3 separate regions of the Sus scrofa genome follow, and all the other regions are linked to region 2. A link is a contact called in public HiChIP or PLAC-seq and promoter capture Hi-C data. All regions are on one chromosome and are shown on one strand. Each heading gives the region's core, a stretch centred on a gene start, on an enhancer-like site or on the middle of the called end of the contact. The rest is flanking DNA. Distances are from core to core; before and after follow the strand shown.

Region 1 (3,979 bases), core at 1,259-3,758, 670 kb before region 2:
TTTTTTTTTTTGGCTTTTTAGGGCTATACTTATGGCATATGGAATTTCCCAGGCTAGGGTTCCAATCAGAGCTACAGCTTTTGGCCACAGTCACAGCCACAGCCACAGCAACTTGGGATCTGAGCTATGCCTGCAACTTACACCGCAGCTCATGGCAATGCCAGATACTTAACCCTCTGAGCAGGGCTGGGGGTTGACCCCACATCCTCACGGATAATAGGTCAGGTTCTTAACGCCCTGAGCCTCAACAAGAACTCCAGGAGACTTGTGAGGTTTTAATCATAAATGAACTCTATAATTCAAGGCACTCAATAAATGGCTGATCAATGAATTGATTGAAAGGTCACCCAGGAAGTTACTGGCAGTGAGAGGACTATATTCTGGTCTCCACCACCCTGGACTTTCTCAGTGAGGAGCAAATCTACTGTGACCATGGCTGGCTTGAGGGGACCCTGCAGCTCCCGTCTGCAGAGCCTCCTGCGAACTCTCGGCAAAAGGCAGCAGTTCTCGGCTTACCTCCCAAGGGGGTCGTGAGCACTAATTAGTTACCATTGGTAAAGTGCTCTGAAGATGTGGGGGTGTATAAACATGGCAAGTCATTAGGCCTCTCCACACCACTATGCTCTAGAGCCAGGAACTACTAATTGAGAAATAATTAACACCTCAGGGTGCAGAGGAAGGATGCCTGGCTCTTCCAGGATTGGAAGGGATGTAAGAAAGTGCATAAAGAGCCAGGAGAAGTCTAAGGCTGCGTTGGATCCTGAAGATTTTTCTCCTTTTGTCTCTAGAGAGGAGGCATGGGGACCTTGGGGACTGCCTTCTTTGGGGAAAGCCCAGAGCACAGAGCTGGGCTGCAGTGGCTGAATGATGCTCTTAGAGCAGAAGCGCTCAGGTCCAGCCCAGGTTCTGCCCCACCTTCCAGCTGGTGAGCAGATGCCAGTCATGGAGCCCACCAAGCTGTATTTTTCTCGGCTGTAAGACCAGGACGATGACATGCGTCTCCCATCTCCCCTCCCTGCACCAGGCTATCTGAAGCCCTTCTTCTAGGCCAGGGATCGAGCCCAGGCTTCATGTTAGGATCAAGGAGGAGTCTAAAGTACTGATGCCCAGGCCCACCCCAGATCAAAGACCAGCATCGTGGGGCTGGGACCGAGCGATTCCCAGTGCGGTCAAGTTTAAGAACCACTGCTTTGGTTTGTTTATCAGGCACGGTGTTGGGAGCGGAGGGAAACAAAGATGTAAACCCTACCCCATCCCACGCCCCTCACACTGGCTCATCATTTCCTGATTCAGGGCCTGCGTGTGTCCTGGACCTTCCAATCCCCTCCCACTGCCATTCTTGTGTTGCTAACCTCCACTCATCCTTCAGGGTCGGCTTGAAGCTCACCTCCTCAGGGAAGCCCTCTTTCCCAGCATTCCTAGAGGACTGTTCTCAGCCCCCTCAGCCCACCCTATTACACCACGGATCACACAGTATTTTTCCTGGCAGATCCTGGTGGGCTGAGAGCTTCTTGGGGCCAGTATCAGAACCACCAGGGTCTTGCACTGGGTCGTGTACATTTTAGGCGCTGAATAAACTATAGCGGTTACCAGTTAGGTAGCGTCATATGATACACAGCTCCCACCTCAGGGCGTTTGGCACTTTTTGTTCTCTGTGTCTAGAACATTCTTTCCCCCCCCCCATATCTGCAAGGCCCTCTCAGCTCCTTCAGGTCTTTGCTAAACTGTCACCTACTCCATCAGACTTTCCTTGATCCTTTTATTTTAAATGGCAACCACAGACCGCCAATGCTTTCCCTTGTCTAATTAATTTTTCTTCACAGTATTTAACACCATCTGACTAATGGGTCCTGTCTTTACATAAAATTTTGACCATTTGTGCATCATGGAGTTTTTGCATTATTTTTAAAAACTTAATTGCATTAAAATACCACTTATCTTGACCCCTGAGATCTTTGGCCTCCCTTTAACTTTCACTGTATTGATTTATTGACTAGAATGTAAGCTACACTGAATGCAGGGAACCCTGTCTGTTTTGTTCACCATTCCCCGTTTCTTCAAGGGGCTGGGACACGGCAGCTGTTCAAAAAATATTTTGTGAATAAAAGTTTGTCTTAGTGTCTTAAAGATGAAATAAAGGTGCTTCATTTCCACTGTTTAAACTTTTTAATTTATTTAAATTGAAAGCCTGTAAAATCGCAGGATAGATTCAAACTCGCTTGGCCCGCTGTTGTCATAGTTACAACATCCAAGGCGGGTCTCCTATTCCGAGAGTGGGGCGGGCCCTGGCAGTGGGTGGGAACTTTAGGCTCAAAACCTGGGAAATTGGCCTTGATCATAGAGTTACACCTCCCTAAATCCTAGAGGGCACTTCCCGGATGGTGATTTACTTATTGCTGCCCAGGCCAATCTACGAGCATGTTCTTTCTCCGCGGCTAAGTTTCCTGCAAACCTCTAGCGTGGGGTGGGGCCAGTCCCCCGAGCACGGCTTTGTGATTGGCGGTAAGGACAGGAGGCGGAGTTTGACGTGGATACGCCCCCGGCGCACGCGCGCTGGTCGGGCACGGCGGTCGCCGCGCGGGCCGAGTTGGCAGGGAGTAAACCTGGTGAGCATGGGTGACAGCGAGGGCTGAGGGTTGAGGGAAGGGCGGGAGGCTGCGGAACAAAGACTGCGCTCGGTCCTGGACGCCGAGACCTAGAACCCTGGCGTCCGTTTTCTCACGTGCCTCCGGTCCTTGGATTGGGGCTGGGTCACAGTCACTGAAACTCTTGGATTATGCTTGTCTCCTAGTCTGTTTCCTCCCTTGTGAAATGGGGGCAGGACTTCCTCCCTTGTCTGCCTCGGGTCGTTGTAACTGAGGATTTGTTAGAAATCTCCGAGACCTAATGAATCAGAAACTCTAGGGATGAGGCCCCATAATCAGTGTTTAATAAGCCCTCCAGATGATTCGGATGCTTGCTTGAATTTCAGATCCACGGGGCTACCGGAATGTAGCAGGCTGTATTGAGGGACTTCCAAACCCGAGTTGGGAAGGAAGGTGAGAGACGGAAAGAAGGGCGTGCACATGAAAGAAATCTTACAGACAGACTCATTTACTTGGAGAGGAATCAAGGGGAAGGTGTTTCTGGTTTGGGCCACGGGCCTGAGGTGGGGCCTTAAGTGGTGGTGCCAGGAGTGAACCAGCATGCCCTGCCTCCCGAGTCTGCACTTTTCTACTCAGTCACGTTAGGGCTCCCATCCTTTTTCAGGTCATAGGCCACATAGGAAATGATACTGTTTGTACAGTGCCCGGGGGAAATAGATGAAGCTGCTTGAGGTTGGAGTGGACCAGCTGTGGGATGTGAAGCCGCTGAAAGCTGGAGGGAACCACCTGGGGAATTTGACCTTCCCAGAGCTGAGGGGAGTCAGTAACCCATTCTCGGCATAAGGCTGGAGAGCTTTGCTCCATGAGGATATGCTGGAGATTAGAGGTGCTCGTTTTATTCGGCAATAAATCAAGAACCTTGAAAGGGTTTATATACTTTTTGACTCAGTAATTCATTCCTGAAAATCTCTCCCAAATATGTAACAAGAAACCCTTCTGTTTATTGTAGATTATGTTATAACAGAAAAAATTGGTAACTCTGAAGAATCATTTTTGTTTTTTTGTTTTCTTTTTAGGGCCACACCTGCAGCCTATGGAAGTTCCTGGGCTAGGGGTCAAATCAAAGCTGCAGCTGTGGGCCTACACAGCCACAGCAACTTGGGATCTGAGCCATGTCTGCAGCCTACACTGAGTGAGGCCAGGGATTGAACTGCATCCTCGTAGATACTAGTTGGGTTTGTAACCCACTGAACCACACGGGAACTCCCCAGAGAATTGTTTTTTTGTTTTTTTTGTCTTTTGTCATTTTAGGGCTGCACCCTCAGCGTATGGAGGTTCCAGGCTAGGGGTCCAATTGGAGCTATAGCTGCGGCCTACGCCACAGCCACAGCAAC
Region 2 (3,911 bases), core at 468-2,967:
CTTGGTTGTCTATCCTGTATTTATACCTTACTTCCTCCTTGCTAACAGAAATCAGTTTGAGGTTGCAAAGAGTCCATTTAAACAGTCTCTTTTCTAGTCTGAACTATAGTTGTGAAGGCCATGTGACACTGCTCTGTCCAACAAGATACGAGGGAACTGTACTATCACTCAGTCTTACTGAGTTTGCACAGGGTTACACAGACTCATACCTGGTACATGAATATTCCATTTAACAGACAAGAAAATTCTGCAAAAAAAAGAGTAACTTTGGGGGCTTATCTTACGAGCTGGAAAAACACACCACAAAGCCAAAGTAATTAGAAAGGCGTAAGGGAGTGCAGGAATTGATAAACAGACTATGAGGGAAACAAATTAGGAGTGGTCAGGAACAATTTGGGGGGACGTATAGCAAAAATAATTCATAGATCTTCCATAGTAGAATTCCTCCAGACCTTCTTGCTATTATAGTCCTTGGCACATTTTCTCCACTCCCAGAGCCCCTCTCACCTTCAGAGATTCAATGGTGGCCTGCTTGTAAATCTTTCCTCCAGGATCTTTCTTCTGAGGACTACTCTGGATTCTGGGCGTTCGAATGACAAATTTATCCATTGCTAGGAACTCCAACTACCTTCACGTGCTTGCACCGTGTACTGCTCAAGAAAGAGGGCAGATTCTAAAACCTCATCAAAACTTCTGTGATGTGAGTTCCCTAAAGTGACCCAATTGGGTTCTATAACTCTGAAAGCATTCCTGAATTAAGAGGACCCTTGACTGGAATTTACAGGAAGATTTCCTCTTTTAAGAAGATGTAAAAGAAACATCTTCCTAAAAACTGAATCCGTATACAACGACCGGTCTTACTTCCTGAATTAGGAGATGTCCAGCTTTCAGAAGTGCACGCTGCACGGGGCCTTCCAACAATGGACCAGGGTTGGAGCCTGGTGACTTGAAAAGCCTATTCCATCTTAGGTTGGGTTGTGGCAGGTTAGAGTTCCCCTGGGTTCAATGAAGCTCTCTTAATAACCACCCCACCAAAGTCACAATCCAAAGAGTTTCCCTAGTAACCAGCCGGTCCTCACAAAAACCAGTCATCTCCAGGACCTGCTGGGTGGTCAAAGGACCCTAAACAAGACTGTCGTGCTCGGGACCCTAGAGGAAAGGGAAACACCATCTTCCTCTGCTCTCAGCACGCAGGAGCCCAGAGGGGAAGCTTAACAACGATGTCCTGTGAGACCCACCAGGAAAAGCAGCCCTGCAAGCAGCCGGACCCCTCCAGAACCCACCCTCTGAGGGCCCAAACCTGGACTGTGGGGGTGAGAGCTAAGCCGACGCTTCCTCCCACCGCCGTGGTTTTTTGTTTTGTTTTGTTTTGTTTTTTCCTTTTTTTCGGAAAAGCCTGCACCCGCCAGCGGAGCTCCAAGGCGGAACGCGGGAGGGAGCGGCTAAACCAAATCACACTCCCCAGAGTGCACCGCGAAGGGGCGAGTTCGGGCGTTTCTAAGACGGCTGTAGTTCTCCTAGACCAACTTTCTCGACCCACCGTGCGTCTCCCGCTTGCGAAGAACTACATGCCCCAGCGTGCCCCGCGGAGGGAAGGAGCGCTTCGCTCTAGCACTCGCGAGAGTTGGGTGCACCGCCTCTGGCCAACCTAGAAGTTTATAGACCTAGAGGTGCGGCGGAAGGCAGCAGATTCGGGCGGGTCTGGGCGGGGCTGAGTAGACCGCGGAGGCGGAAGCAGCAGCCCGTTGGGCGGGGAAGGGGCTGGTCCTGGAAGGAGGAGGAAACCTTGAAAAGAAAACAGCAACAAGCTGAGCTGCTGTGACAGAGGCAAACAAAATGGCGGCGCCGAAAGGGAGCCTCTGGGTCCGGGCCCAACTGGGGCTCCTGCCGCTGCTGTTGCTGACCATGGCCCTGGCCGGAGGCCCAGGGACTGCTTCCGCTGAAGCGTTTGACTCGGTCTTGGGTGATACGGCATCTTGTCACCGGGCCTGTCAGTTGACCTACCCCTTGCACACCTACCCCAAGGTAGGGCCCGTCCGAACCGGGCTAACAACCCTCCCTGGCCGCTCATCTGTCCGCTGTCGGTTCTGAGAGTTTGGCTCTTCAGTCCATCCTTCAGCCGCTGTCTCTCATCCGTGTGGTTCTTGTTTTCTTCCCTAATCCTACCCGCAATCCGATCCTGCTGTGATTACCGGAAGTTTGTGCCGCACCTACCTTATAATAGGCTCGGGGACACAAAAATAAGCAAGACAGGACCCCTTTCTTCTGGGGGCTTGCGGGGCGGCAGGGGAGACGTACGCTCGGAGGGAGAGGAGGATCTGGAGGATTAATGCGAGCTCCTCACCTTCCAGGGGAGTCGGGGATGGTGGGGGGGAGGGGAGCGGTGGGAAGGAGAGGGCTAGGAGCAGCCACAGCAGTCCACCAAAGGTTTGTTCTCAATGCCTGTTCCCTGAGCGCGTCTTAGGGCTGGGAGCGTGCTCTCTGTTCCCGGAGTCAAACAAGTAGGCATTTCCACCATAGAATGAAATGTATTAAGAAAGAGTTGGGAGACTGCACTGGAAGGGCCTTCCGTCTGTGTTGAATAACTGTGCAAGACGCCTCCCCCCCCCGGGGGGGCTGGGGTGGTTTAGAGAAAAAGCAGTTAGGTTTCTGCTTTCAGAGAACTTAACGTGCAGTGCAGCAGAAGGCAGAGGGAATTCGTGGAGTGGGAACGAAATGAGAGTGCCCCTCGCAGGGGATCTCAGCTTATAGAGAGAATGACCCTATCTCCTCCTCTCCCTCACCCTTTGCCCACGGGTTCTGTCCTTAATTCAATTCCCCTTTTCAAGTTGTTTTTGCAGCTTCTTAAAAAACTGTTGGCTCAACATTCTAAATTGCCTTAGTGACTTCCTCCACCCTTCCGAATATATAATTTGGCTTCATGCCCCTCCCCCCACGGCCTTTCTTCGTAAGAGCTTTTGCTGGTCTTTTTGCCCTTGTTCTTCCTTCAGCTTCCCTATGTTGTATGCTAGCCCTCTTTGCTCTCTCAAACTACAAAGCGACTACGGGGGACAGGTTTAAAATGTTTGCATGCACTTTCAGGCTTTTGAAATGAAAAGTGTAAATGCTCTCACTACCCATATGTCTGTTTACTGCTTTTTTACATTGCTAGGATTACCAGTTTTCAAGAAAAATTGTGGGAGAGGGGATTATCAAATTTTCCATCAGAGGCAAATATAGCAGTCAAGAGAGAAATGAGCAATTTTGACTTCCAGGCTTAATTCAGTGTGTACTGCTCCGGAAAACATCATTTTCTTCTCTTCTTTAAACCTCTCATAATTAAGAGGATTGTATGAGGTGTATCTTTCTAGCTATTGGATGTTTGGGTTGATTTTTTTTTTTCCTTTTTTGAGATATTCCTAGCAGATTTGTGGTAATTTGAATACACGTGCTAGGAAAATAATTAACAGTTCATTTCTGGAACTGTTAAGTACTTTTATAGCATCCAGTACTTTGTAAAAATTGATGTGATATCAATAAGTTGTTTTTTTACTTATTCAGGAAAGCTGTTCTCCCCAGAAACTCTAAATCATCTGACTCCCTGTATGTCCTGGACTTAAAATGTATTAACTGTCTGTTCTCTGTTAGCCAGGAATGATGGGAGATTTACTTTCATTATCCCTAATTCTCATCCTGTGAAGTTGAGTTTTACAGTTGAGGAAATCAAGGCTCTGAAAGGTTAAGTGAATTGCCCAAGGTCACAGAGCCTAAAAGTACTGGAGTAGTAGGAATTTAGGCCTAAAGCTGGCTACAATGTGCTGCCTTCTATTAATAAAGTTGTAGTGTTAAAAATATTTAATTTATTTATTTTACTGATTTCTGTTGGTTCTCCTTCAAATTATTGTGGTTTGCACTTGAAGAAAACAGCGGTA
Region 3 (4,367 bases), core at 1,661-4,160, 710 kb before region 2:
GTCCGGGGCCCCTGTGAAGGTGCTGAACTTCTGACTGGGGGAAACAGCAGAGATGTCCAACCTGGGAGGGACAGACACCTGGTGAGAGGGCAGCGCTGGGGGTGGGGAGCTGGCTTCCATGGCAGGCGAGGTTGCGGGGCTGGCCAGGGAAGGATGGACAGGGCTGCGCCCACCTCAGGGTCTCTGTCCTTCCAGGTTCCCTCTCCCTAGATGCCAGCCCTGCCTGGTCCCCTAACCCTCTGCTGGGGGCCCTTCCTCAAGAGTCACCGTCTCAGTGGAGCCCCCACCCCACCCCCCTCCAGCACTTGCCTGCTCCTTCTTCCAACTTTTTTTCTCTATAGCCCTTATCACTCTCATGTTATATATTTTTCTCTTCTCTTAGCCCCTCCAGCCACCCCTCCCGGAACAAGAATGCAAGCTCATGAGTAAGGGTTTTGCTGTTTTGTTCACTGTTTTATCCCCAGATACCAGAACTGAGCCTGGCACATAGTAGGTTATATATGTGTATATACCATTACATATATATATATATATATAATGATATATATATCATTTTATACACACACACACCAGCTATATCATATGTATGTATGATACCTGGGCTGAAATCCTACCCACAACTTTTGGGCTGAGTGACCTACTATGAGCCAGGCCACCTGGCCTCTCTGAGCAGCACATAGTAAGGGCTCCTGAAAGGACTTTAAATAATATCGCTGGTAAAAGGGAAGTGCAGCCGGCAGAAGGGGGTGAGAAAATCCCGCCCCCACGCCTCCCTGCCAGCCCTCCCCCTCCTATCGCTCCCCCTCCCCCGGGCTCCAGCCCCCATTGGAGGGCCCGCCCCACCACACGCACCTGCGGCTCTGCACCCCGAAAGGCGCCCCAGTGAACCACTTGGTGGCCATGGCGTTGGCCCGCCCCGCCGCGGTGAGGTCCTCGCAGAACTTGGACTGCTGGACAACTCCGGGCACCCTGGTTGAGCTGGCGGCTGCCACCACAGCCACCGCTGCTGCCACGGCAACCGAGGCCTTGTGATCTGTGATCCGAGAGGGGACCAGGCGTTGCGTGCGTCTTGGCCTGAACAGCGCCGGCCGGCACGCCCGCCCGCACCGTCCCCGGATTTTTCGTTTGGCGATGCACGTTTTCACCGCTACCTTGCGCGACACCCTTTCTCCTGCAGAATTCATGGCCCCCCGCGGTGGTTACTATAGATGCCATTTGGTCGGGGTTTAGAGTCATCAGTTGAAGAACCGGTTTTGATTTCTTGCTTTATCCCAGCGGCCAGCACGGGGCCTGGTAGAGCAGAAAGGCCATTTAATTGTCACCTTATGCTGAGGGGAACACCGAGGGCCACAAAGAGGGCTCGATTTGGGCAAAGAGCGTCCCGTTCCTTCTCCGCTCTGGAGAGGGAAGGGAGGAGAAAGAGGGAAGAGGCAAGGAGAGCCAGCGAGTGGAGGCAGGAATAAGGCAACTGGGAAGGAGGGAGGGTTCCTGGGATGGAGTCTGGATTCAGTCCTTCCCCACATAAACCCCCACACCCACTCTGGGTAGACATTGTGCAGGGTGCCTAGGACCCAGGGGTGGTCCCTTCCTGGAGAGTTTAGTGGAGGAAGGAGTGACTTCACAGGGTGGCCAGGGAGACCTCTGATCCAGTCTGTGAGTGGGTAGGTCTGGGAAGGCTTCCTGGAGGAGGAGGATTCCTCCAGGAACTCAGCATTGAAGAGTATGTGTGACTTGCTAGATAAAGAAGGGAGTTGTTTGTTTTGTTTGTTTTTTTTTTTTCTTTTCGGCTGTGCTCACGGGATGCAGAAGTTCTGGGGCCAGGGATCGAACCCGTGCCACAGCAGTAACCAGAGCCACAGCAGCAATGCCAGATCCTTCACATGCTTAACCACTAGGGAAAACACCAAAAAGTAAGGAAATTTTGACACAAGTTACCAGGTGGATGCACCTTGACATTCTGCTAAGTGAAATAAGCCAGACACAAAAGGACAAATATTGTATTGTTATTCCACCATATGAGGTACCTAGAGTCGTCAAATTCATAGAAACAGAAACTAGAACAATGGTTGCCAGGGATGGGGAGGGGAGATATGGGGAGTTACGTAATGGGTACAGAGTCTCAGTTTAGGAAGATAAAAAAAGTTCTGGAGATGCATGGTGGTGATGGTTGCTCAATGCGACTTTTTTTTTTTTTTTTTTTGCTTTTTTCAGGGCTGCACCTGCGGCATGTGGAAGTTCCTAGGCTAGGGGTTGAATCAGAGCTGCAGCTGCAGGCCCACACCACAGCCACAGCAACGCCAGATCCAAGCCATGTCTGTGAGCTACAGTGCAGCTCACAGCAACACTGGATACTTAACTCCCTGAGTGAGGCCAGGGATCGAACCCACATCCTCAGGGATACCAGTCAGGTTTGTTACCGCTAAGCCACAGCAGGAACGCCAAGGGGAAGATACTTAATATGACTGAACTGTACAGTTAAAAATGGTTAAAATGGTAAATTTTATAGAAATCATGTTATGACAATAAAAAGGAAACAAGTTTCAACTCCTGATCACCAGCAATTTATAGTAACATTTTTTATTAAGTTATCAAAATTTACATTTAAAAGCACAGGTGAAAAATAGCTCCAGGATGTTGTTCTAATTTATTTATTTTGTCTTTTTGCCTTTTCTAGGGCTGCTCCCGTGGCATATGGAGGTTCCCAGGCTAGGGGTCCAATCGGAGCTGTAGCCGCCAGCCTACACCACAGCCACAGCAATGCGAGATCCGAGCCGCATCTGTGACCTACACCACAGCTCATGGCAACGCCGGATCCCTAACCTGCTGAGCGAGGCCAGGGATCGAACCCTCAACCTCATGGTTCCTAGTCAGATTCAGTAACCACTGCGCCACGATGAGAACTCAGTGTTCTACTTTATTTTTTTATTGCTCAAGTCAAACATTTTTTCCCCAAGTTTACATATTGGGCTGTCTTTCCTCTTCTGAAGATTCAACTCTGTTTTTCAAGAAGCTAAAGCAACAGGCTCTCCAGAGCCCAGCCCCAGATGGAATGAGGAGTGGGAGGGCCTCAGATTCAGACCTGCTACAAAATCCAAGTCCTGGAGGACTAGCAGCCTGTGGCAGGGAGCACTACCCAGTCTTCCAGAGGGTGGGGGGCTGATGCCAATCCTGGGGGAAGACTGGCAAGAGCAGGAAAACTGGGCCACTAGTGGGGTACAGGGTGAGTGAGAGCTGAGAGTTATCCAGAGTGACACTTGCCAGGTTTACCCACGCCATCTACCCTGGCCTTGGGGAAGGGCATATCACCCTCATGTCATAGATGAAGAAAGAATGAAGTGTGAAGTAATGCAGCCACTCAGTCAAGGTCACACATTATGAGAAATTGGAACCAGCACATGGAGCTCCGCCACCTTTCCGCGGGGGCCCACTGCAGGGCAGAAAGAAGGCAGAGAAACCCCAAGGGGGGAAGCCTGATAAATAATGGCGGAAGGAAGCCTCCATTCAGAGGAAGGAGAACATTCAGGAACTGTGGGGAGGATGGGACAGCAGCAGGAGGGAGGGTGGCTTTGGGTGGCTGGGAGGGCCAGTCCTGACTCTCCCAGTCGGCAAGCTCACACAGGGTGGAGCTGTGTGCCAGGAAAGAAGGGCCTGGCTTGGGGCTCAGCAAACTGGGTTCCAGGCCTACTTGGGCACACCCAGTTCTGTGACCTAAGCAAATCCTTTTTCTCCTCTGAGCTTCAGTTTCCTGGTTTGCTGAGCAGAGAGAGTAAAAGCACGCCCTTTGCTGTATACCTGGGCTTCTGCGCCCTGCATTTGGCATGACAGCTGTTTTTTCAAGCGCACCTGCTTGTGCAATACAGGCGTCAAAAAGCCGCTGAGCAGCGAAAGCGAAAACACCTACAGGGCGCTCCGGAGCCAACGCTCGGACCCACCCACTGGCGGGGCGGCGCCCCAGGACGGGAGCGAGGTGGCTGCGCCCGGGCCCTCTGCGTGTTGACCCTCGCCTCCCGCGCCAGGCTCGACTGGGGGGCGCCCGCATCCACTGCAGCCTCCGGGGCCAGGGCGAGGCCTGGGAGCCCCGAGACAGCCATGGCAGAGCCCGCGGCCGAGGACCTGGACGCCCTCATCGACGACCTCGACTACCTCCCGGGCCACTTCCACCTGGAGATGCAGCTGAACTTCGAGCCGCGCTCGCCGGCCTCGCTCCGCGCCCGGGACCTGAAGCTGCAGCGGGACGGCCTGCGGCAGGAGCTGGAGCTGGCGGCCGCCCCGCAGCGCCCCGCCGTGCGCCACCTCCTGGGCGCCTTCGCCTTCTACCTGGAGGAGCTGGACGAGGCCCGCGAGCGCTTCCTCGAGGCTGCCCGCGA

The links. Promoter capture Hi-C pulls out the DNA fragments that hold promoters and counts their contacts. HiChIP or PLAC-seq counts read pairs in DNA pulled down with a chosen protein or histone mark.
Region 1: a contact with region 2 is called in a promoter capture Hi-C map of fetal liver, with 5 times the contacts expected there. The contact joins the promoter of PARS2 here to the promoter of TMEM59 in region 2. A contact is called at or near these places in 2 of 5 promoter capture datasets (fetal liver and liver) and 1 of 2 datasets of contacts at active chromatin or transcription factors (skeletal muscle).
Region 3: an H3K27ac HiChIP or PLAC-seq map of skeletal muscle shows a contact between it and region 2, with 6 times the contacts expected there. The contact joins the promoter of TTC22 here to the promoter of TMEM59 in region 2. A contact is called at or near these places in 1 of 5 promoter capture datasets (fetal skeletal muscle) and 1 of 2 datasets of contacts at active chromatin or transcription factors (skeletal muscle).

What each region holds. Positions count from the first base shown.
Region 1 is chr6:157,586,477-157,590,455 of Sscrofa11.1, forward strand. It overlaps PARS2 (probable proline--tRNA ligase, mitochondrial), which reads left to right and starts at 2,509. Exons shown (of 4, transcript XM_003127972.3): 1 at 2,509-2,606.
Region 2 is chr6:158,260,276-158,264,186 of Sscrofa11.1, forward strand. It overlaps TMEM59 (transmembrane protein 59), which reads left to right and starts at 1,718. Exons shown (of 8, transcript NM_001044558.1): 1 at 1,718-2,025. The coding sequence starts at 1,837. TCEANC2 (transcription elongation factor A N-terminal and central domain-containing protein 2) reads right to left here and starts at 1,557. Exons shown (of 5, transcript XM_005665408.3): 1 at 1,301-1,557; 2 at 508-650. The coding sequence starts at 609.
Region 3 is chr6:157,552,294-157,556,660 of Sscrofa11.1, forward strand. TTC22 (tetratricopeptide repeat protein 22) reads left to right here and starts at 2,911. Exons shown (of 9, transcript XM_003356455.4): 1 at 2,911-4,367. The coding sequence starts at 4,090. It overlaps LEXM (lymphocyte expansion molecule), which reads right to left and starts at 249. Exons shown (of 9, transcript XM_021096583.1): 1 at 1-249. The coding sequence starts at 120.